Linked DNA regions of Mus musculus: regions 1 and 3 are each linked to region 2. The links are chromatin contacts, called in public Hi-C and HiChIP or PLAC-seq maps. All regions are on one chromosome and are shown on one strand. Each heading gives the region's core, a stretch centred on a gene start, on an enhancer-like site or on the middle of the called end of the contact. The rest is flanking DNA. Distances are from core to core; before and after follow the strand shown.

Region 1 (3,927 bases), core at 1,100-3,599, 500 kb after region 2:
GTCATTCAAAATAAACACAAAGCCATGCTGTTGAAACATAAGAATCTCTCCTAGAGGGTTCTTTCAACCTTTTCATAGTTTTTAACACCACTGCTTTTTCTAGTGTAAACACTCACCAAATATGTATGATTGACTCTGCTAAATTCTTCTTCCAATGCATATAGCCATTAGAGCCCAAGCCCATGTAGATATGTATGTCCATGTCTAGTTTGAGTATTTCCAATAATACATAGACTCTTGCAGTAACAACATGCCTGTCAAAACATAGTAAAGGACCATATTTTGGGGAGAATTGCAGTGTTATTACCACTGACATGGGTATAGTGAATGAATGTCCCATAACTACTGCCTGTCAGAGCCTACTTCTATGTTGTCACCCAAATTAAATGGTACTGAGAAGCTGCTGTGGACTTGGCCAGCGATACATGTTAATGTTGATCTCTGATTCTCCAGATGGTAATTTCTACTCATGGGTCAAAAATAGTAATACAGCATGGGTTGAAATCATTTCTTTCCATATAGACTGTGGCTCTGCAGTTTCCCCAGATTCTCCTTCTCTGTGCAGAATGTAACAAAGATGATAACTCTTAATAAGGCACAGAGACTACAGAAGTAAGTTTACAGTAGTGGCAATCACTAAAATACTTGCCCCTCAGATGTGTTTCCTCATCCTCCTTTCCCTTCATGTTACTACTGAGATAAATTCATGCCATCTGTGACCTTTCTTAAGTATCTTTAACTCTTGCCAAAACCTACAGGTGGTCAGCAAAATGGCTTTCCCCCCCCCCAAAAAAAAAAAGCAAAAAAAAACCAAAACAAAACAAAACAAAACGCAACAACAAAAAACCCTAAACAACAGCAACAACAAAATAACAAAAAACAAAACAAAAAACTGAAGTGAAGACGAGGTGAATAGTAGTTTCATGGAAAATAGACCAATAAACCAACAAACCAACAAACTTCACATTATATGAGGGAACACAATAAAAGCTGTTGCCATACATTTGTAAATTTAAATTTCTTATTCTTGGTGAAATGTGTGTATGTTGTATATGATATATGTGAGTGGTAGTGAGCATTCGGGAGTTAGAAGACAACTTTCAGGAGTCAAGTCTCTCCCTCCACAGTGTTGCAGAGAACATCTTGTTTCTGATATGCTACATGCTCTAGGCTTGATTGTCTATAATTCTCCAAGCATCTTGTGTTCCCAATACCCACTTTGCCCTAAAAGTGCTAGAATTATAGATCATCACATCTAGCTTTCTGTATGTTCTAGGGATCATATTCACGTTGTTATGCTTGTTTGGCAAATGCATTTACCTGCATACCTGTCTTGCTGGCCTAGCTCATATTTCTTGCCTAGCCCTATGCCTATTTTCATGTAAGGAATTACTAGTAATATTGAAGAAAATCAGATCAGTAGGGCAATGCTTTCAAATAGTTCAAATAGTGATAAGAAGAACCATTGAAATAGCATCAAAGCAATTTCTATGGACAATTCTGTTTTGTTATGAGAACTTTTCTCTGAGGCACAACCACACAGGTGCATATGGTCCCAGGTGTCACCTTTGCCCTGGCATATTCTGATTTTAGGACACTCCTCTGATCTTCAAACAGACAATCTCATTACCTTGAAAGAAAGCAATTCTTGTTACAAACCATTAATTCTGTCTCTGCCTTTCTTCTCTGGTTATGTTTCAATAGCAAACCTGATGATGAACTGTTCTCAGTTTGATTTATTTATTTTAATGCTTTTCTCAGGCATTTTCCACTTCTGATCAGTTATTCCTACAGGCAAAGACTTCAGTTCTTGTTCTCATTTCAAGAAGTGAGATGAGCAGAGGCAGTGAACTAAAGAGCCCAGAGTTTCACTTCTTTGCATATCTTTATCCACACAGTGAATGTTGTATGGGCTCTGATGGCAAAGGCATGGGCTATCTTCCACAGTGCATAGATAAGGATTAGGTTTAATGCTTGAAAACCTTTAGGAATGGAAAGAAAGGCTGCATTCAAGGCAGAAATAAAAGGACCTATTCTCTGGCAAAACATAAAACAGCATCTGCTGCAACAAGCCCCAGTCTGAGCCACTCTGAGCAGCATCTTTTGTTACTCAAGGATGGCAGCTTTGCTGAGGCCTTTGAGGACATAAATAATGACAGATAAAGGGTCTGAGCCAAATGAGAAGCAGGAAAAAAGTCACAATTTGATGTGCAACTACTTGATTCTCAGCCATGTGAAAATAAAGAGAAGCTGACACTTGGAATTAATGAACCACCTCAGTAGCACTGGGTGACTAATTTACTATTTTATGCAGAAGAGCACACTACTAGAGCTGTCTGGTTTCCAAGAAAAGATAAAGCCATACATGTAATATACTCCTAGTGCGCCCAAATGGGCTCTCTGCCCTTGGTGTTGGCACTGTACCCTACTCCATTGACATTTTGGCAGGACTCACTAGCTTCTCTGTATGTGAGGTTCACGATCACAAAGCCCAGAAAATTCCCATTCAACTCACATATTTCAAGCAACAAATCATCTTTTTCGGTGCTTTTAACATGATAATTTCTAAGTATCCAAAGGGATAAGTAAAAACATGATGTTGGTCAGGTTTTAGACCAAAGAACTAAATCACTGACGTCACTTACTTTTGGTAGGTTATTAACAAAGCTTTTAGTGTGTCCAACAGATCATAAATACCATCAAAAACAGGTTGAACATTTTAAGTGATCAAGGGATCATTCTCCGCTCTTTAGCTTAGAAAATGGGAAACATGAAGCACATCCATACTTTATTATTTCATATTGATTCTTTAGTGATTCTCTTACATATCTTATTAAAGGGCTAGTAATGTTTTTTTTTTTCAAATTTTGAAGTGACTAATAGATACAAGCTTTACCATTAAAATGAATTTGTTGTACTTCAAGGATAATTTATGACTTTTTCTTTTAATGTCTGCACCATGAAATGTGCCAAAAAACTTTTTTGTCTGTTTATAAGTACCTATGTGCACTTTTTTAATGAGTTGCACATTTCTATTCCTCTTTAGAAGCCATCATAGTATAACATTTATTTTCATATTAAGAAATTCACTTAGGCATGATGTATGTTTCCAAAGAAGCAAAAGGCAATGATCTTCTCAGTTAAATGTAGGTTGGGAATCTCTCTGTTGTGTAAGGCTATGGTTTATCTTGCTCAAAGTAGATTACAAAACGAGGAACATAGATTAATGCAAACTAGTAGTGTGTGTGTGTGTGTGTGTGTGTGTGTGTGTGTGAGTGTGTGTGTTATTTGTCCTGTAGACCAGAGACTTAGGGTTCCTTTCCTCCATCCTTAACTGGGGAATTGTATATAGTGGACAGTTTCTGGTGAAAGAAAGAAAGTTTTGTTAGGGGTGTGACCGTTAGTAGATCCATCATGCTTCCGTGGCTGGCCCTACATCCAGGAGTATATAGTCAGTGCAATGAGAGAGATGGAGATGTATGTATGTATGTATGTATGTATGTATGTATGTATGAATGTATGCATATCAGGACACTAGGACACAAAGTTTTCCAGATAGTAGGAAATATCCAGTGTGTAAATAGTAGGTATATCTGAAGGGAGCTGAGGCAGACTTAGGGTGTTAATATGATCAAAATACATGGTATGAAATTTTCGAAGAAGTAATAAAAATGTTTGGAGAAAAAAGAAAAGAAACTTCTTCATTCAAGAAAAAATTTAATACATATTAATAAAATGTTAAACAAAAGGAAATATGCATAATTGTAATACAGATGCAATCAGAGGAGGAAAATTAATAAACAGTAGGTCTGAAGACCTAGCAGGGCTCTTTGTCTAATTACATATATTAATATTTATTGAACACTTTGTGTCATGTACTTTAGAAATTTTATCTCAATTAGTATTCATAGCAATTCTATGAAGTAG
Region 2 (4,332 bases), core at 247-2,746:
GTAAATAATTTATAGATCTTCATAGATTCCCATTTTAGTTTGTTTTCTGCAATGAATAAATGAAAGAATAGTGGTATTATATTTTTAATGGTGAAAACAAGAAGTGTATTGTTGCCGGTGATTTTGGTAGAACTAAACAAAATATTTTCTTACCTAGAATAAGATAACAATTTAGGGGTATCTTACTTCAGTGTCTTAAATTTTGAATGTGAATCCCCTTGAAAATCAATGACAATCATTTCGTCTCTTGTCTGGAGTATTATAATAGTAGCCAGAGTGTTTATTCAGAAATATGACCAACCAGCCTCCATGATCTGATACCACTTGTCTAGGCAGTCCAGCTATTGTCTCATCTAGACCCCGGTCTCTGGTCTGTGTTCATACAGCACACACTGTAAAGACCCAGGGATGTCTGCCTCAAAGCTTTTCTGATCAGACATTCATATATGAATCTCTCTCTGCTTTGTCTGCTCCAAAGATTATTATTCATTGTTTCTAATTGCTCCATTTCTGGATCTGTTCATAAATACACATCATTAGAACATTTTCAAAAGATCTGTCATGGGATTGTCTCTAGTTTTTGTGCTTTTAAATGTAAAAGCCCCCAAAAGAATTGGCAGCAACTCAAAATAATGATTATGTAAATGAAAGGGGGTCTTGCTTTTAAACTAAAGAAAAGCAAAGCTCTTTAGAAAAAGGACCCCACCTCTTTCACTAAGAAAGGGCTACATTCCTTTTCTCCATCTCTCCATGCTTACTCTTTTCTAAATCCTAGGGACCATACTTCTAGAATATTCTACAGAAGACCATTAGTGGCCAATTGTCCATCTATCTGTTTCTTCATTGTTATAATGCTCAAGCTATTTGCTTTTTGTTTTTCTGGCTCTTGTGTTGGACCACTGAACGTGTGTGTGTGTGTGTGTGTGTTTCAATATAAATTCTAGTTGGAACAGAAAAAAGAAGAAGAAAAAGCCCTCCAGATATTACAATAAACACACACACAGAGGAAGAAAAAATCTATCTCCATTGAGCTTAACAATCAGGAGGGCCAAAATTACCTCTTATTAACATTTATTTTACAAAAGAGGCAGGGTATAATTTGGTGATAGATTCAGATTTGGAGAGCAGCTATAATCAGCCCTGAAGGCTTCTGCCTGAAGGACACGGCTGCTATCTTTTGTAATTATATTTCTCTGCCCCTATCCCACACCCCCATCTGTAAGAGTCTTTTTCACTCCTGCTTCTGATGGCTGTCTGCCTTTCTCCCCTTCAGCCCCCTTTCTTTCCTTAGCAGCCCCCTTCTCTTCCTTTCTGTCTCTAGCTTTCCCTCCCCCGTCCCCCTATAATGTGGCTTCTCTCAATAGCCTAGGCAGGTTTTAAGATTAGAAGAAAGCCTCTTGGTGGAGATGGGGGATGGCTGAATAGGAGCAGGAGGCCCCACTCCTTTGGCAAACAAGGCTCTGGGAACTTGTCCAACTGGGGAGAACATGTGCTGGGCCCCTGAATAGGCAAGCAGCAGGCCTGCCCATATGTCAGCCTGTGCCACAAAGACGCCCTTGCATATCTACCGTGACAAACAGGATTACCAGAGACAATTAATCTGGCTCGCTTTATCAAAATCGAGTGATGACCTTTGACCTCTCCCCTCAGTGTGCGGCAGATGCCACGCTCCAACTCAATAGACCTGGAGCCTCCCTTTCTCTCTTCTGTAAAGCATCCAAGGCCTGAATCAGTCTGGCAGGGACTAACTGCACACTGATGAGGGGAAGTCGCGCATGCGGCAGGCTGAGTCCACATTTCTTTCCAAGGCCCAGAAAACGCAGCTCCAGATCCTTAGCTGCAGTGGATGGAAGAAGAAACACTTCTACTTTAACTTTAGTTCACTCTTGTTTGGAGGCTGTATCTTGCTAAGATGGAAGAAAGGAGACTTTGTAGTTATAGAGCACTGTGTGGGGGCACTAGTGGATATCAGTGGCATTGTGCAAGTGAAAGAAGGCATGTCCGTGCATGAGGATTAATAGATATTATGGCGCTGTTTTTGGTAGCTTACCACAGCCATAACAATATCACAGGAAAGGAGCAGAGCTTCCAGAGGCAGAAACTTTTCATGTAAGATTCTGTCAAACTCATTCCTAGAACTTACCCATCTGTCTACATTGTAGTGCTTATACCCATGTATGTGTGACAGACACTAAGAAGCTGAAATTTATTCTTATGCCTGTCAAAGCCATTTCTCACACTGTTTAGCTTGGTTTGTAAAGGAAGAACCCCCTTTCGAAAGGAAATGATGGAAGTTTTGAAAGTCTCAGAGAACATTCTGGGAAGAGAGACCATTGGTCACATCTCTACCTCCAGGGAAGAGGAGGCTGTGAGTGACTATGGAGGTCAGGATTGTTATGAAATGATGGCACTGCTGTTCATTGGCTCTGCCTCACCCACAGGAAAGGCTACCACACTGCTTACGAAAGAGCAAGACAGAAAATAATAGGTGACTCAAAACTGTTCACCTTTGTGCATCCTTGTTGAATTATTTGAGGAACTTCTCAGCTCAGCTTCCAGAAACTTTTCTCTAGGAAGTAACTGGCTTGTGTCAGGCTCACTGAATAAGCCTCCAGCACCTCTGGGACCAAGAGAACTCAGAAGAAATAAGACCCAGATTCTTCCTGGGGCTCAAAACCTTTCCTCTTGGATATGACCCTGTGTCTGCCCTGTCACCATATTCTCAATGATCTTTATGCATTCTGACATCCTACAACTGCTGCTGATATTGAATGAGAGAAGAAAAAGCATGCACTGAGCTGCACTGAAGGTTTCTTCTTAACTGTGTGAGCTAGCTAGGTCCTAAAAGCCAACTCACTGTGGGCATCTCTTTTGATTTAGTAGCAGAGATTGCATTGCATAGGGTCTGCCTTGCCTAGCCTAACTTCTGTGCCTGACTTTTCTCCTGGGTGTGACTTACAGTGAGTTCTTGCATTCCTGCCTTGATCCCTGATTAATACTGTCCTCATTCACTTTCTTCAGATCATAAAATTAAAGGTTTGGTATAAGATTTCAAAACAGAGTTGGATGTGGTGGTACAAACTTTAAATCTCATCACTAGGAGACAGAGGCAGGCATATTTCTATGATTTCAAGGCCAGTCTATTCTACATAGTTAGTTTCAGGTTGGCCGGGGCTGAAAGTCTATAGAGTGAGATCCCATGTCCAAAACTGGTGGGGTGGGGGGCGATTTCAAAACAGGTTCTGAAGTTCTCACGTGTGTGACTGTGTCTGAGAACAGTTATATGGATTGCATTTTAAATCAGGTTACACTGTTGATTGGAGATTATTAGAAGACAGAAATTATTCTTAAAATGCATATTCAGTGAGAAGTTGTACTTGCGTGTGCTTGACATGAAAAACCTGAAAATGCAAACTGTTGCCAAAAGGCATGAGATCCTAACATTGAACTGTGTGGAACTGTATTCTAGGACACAGCTGTAGAATTAGACCTGGCTGAGGTTTGCAAAGGTAAGGTCATTTTCTCTGTCTAGAATACTTTAGCTGTCTGACGTTGGGACATGAACCTATGAAAACTGCAGAGACTCAGTCCTGAAAGGACCTCTGATGACATCATTTTGATCAGAGCTGGGGAAAGGGCCTCCACTCTGCATACAAATCGCAAGACTCAGTGGTATTATACTCAGATAGTCATTGTCCCAAGCACGCTTCCCCCACAATCCCATGAAAGTCTGATTTATTCATTTGTATTGAAAATTAGCCAGTAATAAAGAATTAATTAAGGAATGTAAACTCTCCAAAGTCATCAAGATGAATTCCAAGTAACATTAGACATATATCTTGTTCTCTACTATTAGAAAATGGAGAAGTGTTTCCAGAGCAGTGCTGTTGATGGGTAACAGAGCATGTGAGGACACCCCAGGGTGCTACTATCTGTGCTAGCAAGGACAATTGGCAGAATGAGTGAGCTTCTTTCTATAGATTTCAAATTATCATGAGTCTTTATATTTCTGTTAATTTCTTGTGTCTTATAATGAATCATAAAGTCAACTTTTTTGCTGCTTGAGACTGAAAAGATTTGAGGGTTATCATGGGTACTTAAGGAGTAGAAATAACAAGGATAAAATTTAGTGAAGCAGGAGTTTTTTTCTTGGACTATTTCACATCCCAGCACACTCAGACTCACATGTCTCCATGTGGATGACACGAGGCGAGCATATGCTGGACATTTTAAACGGTCCTAGGTAAACTTCATTATGGGAGCTGTGTAACTGCATTAAAATGAAGCCCTTTGTATGGAAAAGGGTGGAGTGGCATTTCAGTCTGGCAAGCT
Region 3 (3,942 bases), core at 955-3,454, 400 kb before region 2:
ATGCTACCTTCAGAGACAATACAGACAATGCAATGCTGTGAAATAAGGAAAATATATGGGCTGCAGAGAACAACTTGTTTTCTGGCTCCAACTTTTACTAGGTAAATAGTACCCAACAAACTCTGTGGATTGCAACTGATTGTCACTAAACACATGTCCATTTTCTTAGGCTTCCCTGTGGTTTTATGTGCTGTCCCTATACAATGATGAACATATATCTTGTCCTTATAAAGGTTAGTCTGTATATGTTGCTGCCAGTAGAGACCCGAATGAACTTGTTCTGATCCCAGATAGGTCTTCGATGACACATTAAAGAAACCATTCCACCCAAGTCTAGTTTGGTGAACCAGCAGTTTATTGGAGTTCCCTAACAGGAGGATGTGTGACTCAAAGGCAGCTGTATCACCAAAAAGTTCACTCCAGCACGGGAGAGGATGATTCATGAAAGATGCCTCCCTGGAACTCCTGTAGTGGGACAGTCTCCTCTTCCCAGCAACTGCTTTTACTGCCTTAGGGAAGTGTCCTGCAAATCTGGTCCCTTTCTGAGCTTCCTCAGCCTTGTAAAGTTTCAGAGCAAGAAGGCCTTTATGAACCTTCTGCTTCCCTCCAAAAGGGTGTATTTCAGTATTGAGGAAATAGCTAAAAATACACATAGTATGTTTATAAAATAAAGAATTAGAACTTTCGTAACATGTATCTGAAAGAAATGTTTTAGTTTAGTGCTTGATGTCATGGCTGTCATGGTTTTGTTTCACTCCAAGACTTGAGCCCACATGAAAGAGCAGCCTAATCTTGTCTAATGTTCTTTCTGCATCTCACTCATCAGTGGAGAGAAAAGCATCCCATCACATGGTTCCTTGTCTTCCAGGATGACAGACCATAATCTCCCTTCCAATTTAACATAGTCCCTTTAAATGTATTTGACAAAGGTATGCCATATGTCGTACCCAATACAATCCATACCATATTTGCCTTTTACTCAAAATTTCCAGCTTAATAATCTTTTGTGATATTCATTTCCCTTGCAACAGATTCACATCCCATTATTAATGTCATGTGAATTAAAGATTTTATATATATATCTCACATGCATACATATACACACATGCACACTTGCATGTCCTTCTGTATCCAATTATTTGTGTGTTCTTTGGCATGCCCTGACCTATTTTCATATATTCATATATTAGCAATGAGCTCATTGCACGTGGGTATGTATGGGGTAGGGGGTGGGGGGTTGCTCTCACTCGTGGAGGCTTGTTTGGAAGCTAGAGGTAGACATCCAGATGTCTCTTTCAACTGCCTGTTGACCTTACATGTTGGGATGGAGAGTAGCACTGAGTATAGAGCTCTGCATTTTAGGAAGTTAGTGAATCACCAGGACACGAATGTCCACCTCTGGGTTCTCTGGTCCATGTCACCCTGCCTAGGGATGCTGGGAATCAAAAACCTAGTTCCCATGCTTATTCAGCAAGCACATTCCCTGCTAAGCTGTTTCCATAATCCTCATGAGACCATTTTAAGGCTTCATTCTAGCTTTTTAAACATATTTGCTCATCAATATATGTCATAAGATGTTGTTGAGCTTTGAGTAGCAACAGGGTTTGCACCCAGGTTCTTTACAAATTAACTGATGATACACAAGTAGAGTTTCTGCCAGATCCTTGTATGAAATGTGTAACTTCACCATAGACTCTCTTTATATTTACCTATATCGAAATGCCAATCACTTCACCAGTCCTACTTAATAGTACGCACTATATTAAAGTGGAATCCTGTCATAGAAATATTATATGCTGGGATGCACAAGTATGCGATGGGTGGTATCCCTGATACTGGAAAGTAACTGCTGCATGAGGTTTTTATTTTAATATAGAATGCTAACATTTGTTTTCCTGCAAGTTCTGAGAGTAAGGAAAACCAACTCAGCTGCAAAAACTTTCTTTCTAGGGTCTGAAAAAAAACAGAGTTTCTTTCTTTTAAGATGCAATATAGTTCCCCATTTGCATTTAAGGTCTCCCTCATTCACTGAGTTTAGAATGCACAGCAGCAACAGAAGAATAAAGTACCCCCCAGTCCTTGTCATTTCCTCATGGCTGGACACCCTCCACTGGGACCAGATAAAGAGTAGCATTATCTTCTGAGTTCCATTCAGCAGGGAGTTCTTCCTCACTGTGGATACAGCCCGGGTCAGTGGCTCTGTCTGCAAAAGGAGGCACCCCAGAGCCCAGGCTGGTTTGATCTCTGAGGCTGGCAGCCCTTGGCTACTCCAGGTGTTGTCTGAGCCAAAGAAGGACCTTTTTGTCCATTACTTACACACACACACACACACACACACACACACACACACACACACAATGTCTAGTCAGTCATGGGTCATAGTGTCCAAAGAAAGAAAGAAAACCACTTTATTTGTTTAGTTCCCAAAGGCATCATAGAATTTTCTTCACAATGGGAATACTCTAGCTGAGGAGGGCCATCTAAAACTTAAAACCCAACGAGAGAGCTCAGAGCTATATAAAGGAAAAGTTGCAGGACCCTGTCACCTGCTGCCACTCTTCCATCTAATAATAGAGCAGTTGCTAGTTCATGACGATATGCCAAAGGGAGGGGATTATGCAAGTGGCTTCACAATGGCAAGAAGTGGCACTTTGTTTTCTCCTGCTGCCACCCGACAAAGGAAGTAGTGAGAAACAGAATCTGTTCACTCCAGTAGCCATGGAGTTGAAGGGGCCCATCCTGGCATCCCGTCTGTCCCCGAGACAGCTAGTGCCCTCCCCATCCCAGGCTTCAGTATGTGTGCCCTTGCCCACCACCATGGTTCAATTTAGCTGGATACACCAGGCCTCCTACAGCACCTGCTCAGGCTCCTAAATGCCTGTTCTGCTGGGAATTGCGCTCTAGCTTCATCTCTGCTCTCTCTCTCCCTTTGTAATTATGTTTAATCCCACAGACACCTGCCTTGGCTTTGAGACGTCACTGATGGAAAAAAAAAGAGAGAGAAAGCAAGAGAGATGAAAAGACCTTTATATCCATTTGTATCCAAATCTGGCAAATAAGCACCACAGGCCAGGGTAATTACACACGTCTAGGGGGAAGTGTGAGAATCCATAGATGAGGGAGCTCAGTCTCACTCAGTTCTGTGGGTTTATCTTCATCTGGCTCCAAATTCAGACGTAAATAAAAGTAAGGAAAGCCACGTTAAGCCCTTCCACGCTGCAGCTCAGACAGCAGTGAAGCTAAGATCTAGGTGAGGTTACTATGCTTGCCACAGTCTTGATTTGCAGTATTCCTCACTTTGTTTGACTGTGGGTGGGGGTGGGAGGAACAAATGTCAAACTACATCACTGACTGAGACACTGATGAAAATTATACGACTCTAAACAGGAGGCTTCCGTGTAACCAGCAATCTGCCTCTCTCAAGTCACCCTGATTTAATTTTTTTTCATTAAAACTATTTTGAAATGGCTTTGACATTAACATTGCCTTTGCATCAAAATATAACATAAATGTTAGTCTTCTCTGAAATACTGAGGTTGAAATTAAACACTTTAGATAAACGAATTGTCCAGAATTTCTCTCCAGTGTATACTAGAGCAAAACAAGCATTTCTGCCTTTAAATGGGTAATGGCAAGATTCTAAGGAACATGGGATTTTTGCATTAATCAAAATATTGTGGGAGAAAACTCATATAGAATGTGGAAAATCCCAAAAGATTGTGCATTGTTCAAATAATATTTTCTTTAAAATATTTGTTTTATTTCTCTGTGTATGAATGTTTGAGTATATAATATAATATATAATACAATATAATATAATATATTACATATATTGTAATACATATAACAGGCACACGTAGAGACAGTGTTTCTTTACCTTGCCAGTTATCATGATGGAGCAATGACAGTTTAGATTGTTCTTCTGTAAGATGAAATAGCCAA

What was found. Hi-C and Micro-C count contacts between places; a contact is called where the count stands out from the background. HiChIP or PLAC-seq counts read pairs in DNA pulled down with a chosen protein or histone mark.
Region 1: a contact with region 2 is called in a Hi-C map of cerebellum, with 2.4 times the contacts expected there. The contact joins two enhancer-like sites. A contact is called at or near these places in 2 of 484 Hi-C or Micro-C datasets (cerebellar granule neurons and cerebellum), 2 of 115 datasets of contacts at active chromatin or transcription factors (astrocytes and stem cell-derived neural progenitor cells) and 1 of 9 other capture datasets (embryonic tail).
Region 3: a contact with region 2 is called in an H3K27ac HiChIP or PLAC-seq map of stem cell-derived neural progenitor cells, with 4 times the contacts expected there. The contact joins two enhancer-like sites.

Annotation. Positions count from the first base shown.
Region 1 is chr13:26,655,137-26,659,063 of GRCm38.p6, forward strand. No RefSeq gene overlaps it. Among named protein-coding and RNA genes, the nearest start is that of Hdgfl1, 110 kb to the right of the region's middle. Within about 2 kb of position 2,350, at least 44 of the 459 cell types and tissues checked have an H3K27ac peak or open chromatin away from gene starts, as enhancers often do. A contact at or near this core is called in astrocytes, cerebellum and stem cell-derived neural progenitor cells, where this site is marked.
Region 2 is chr13:26,153,650-26,157,981 of GRCm38.p6, forward strand. No RefSeq gene overlaps it. Among named protein-coding and RNA genes, the nearest start is that of 1700092E19Rik, 160 kb to the right of the region's middle. Within about 2 kb of position 1,497, at least 74 of the 459 cell types and tissues checked have an H3K27ac peak or open chromatin away from gene starts, as enhancers often do. A contact at or near this core is called in astrocytes, cerebellum and stem cell-derived neural progenitor cells, where this site is marked.
Region 3 is chr13:25,748,422-25,752,363 of GRCm38.p6, forward strand. No RefSeq gene overlaps it. Among named protein-coding and RNA genes, the nearest start is that of Gm11351, 220 kb to the right of the region's middle. Within about 2 kb of position 2,205, at least 33 of the 459 cell types and tissues checked have an H3K27ac peak or open chromatin away from gene starts, as enhancers often do. A contact at or near this core is called in stem cell-derived neural progenitor cells, where this site is marked.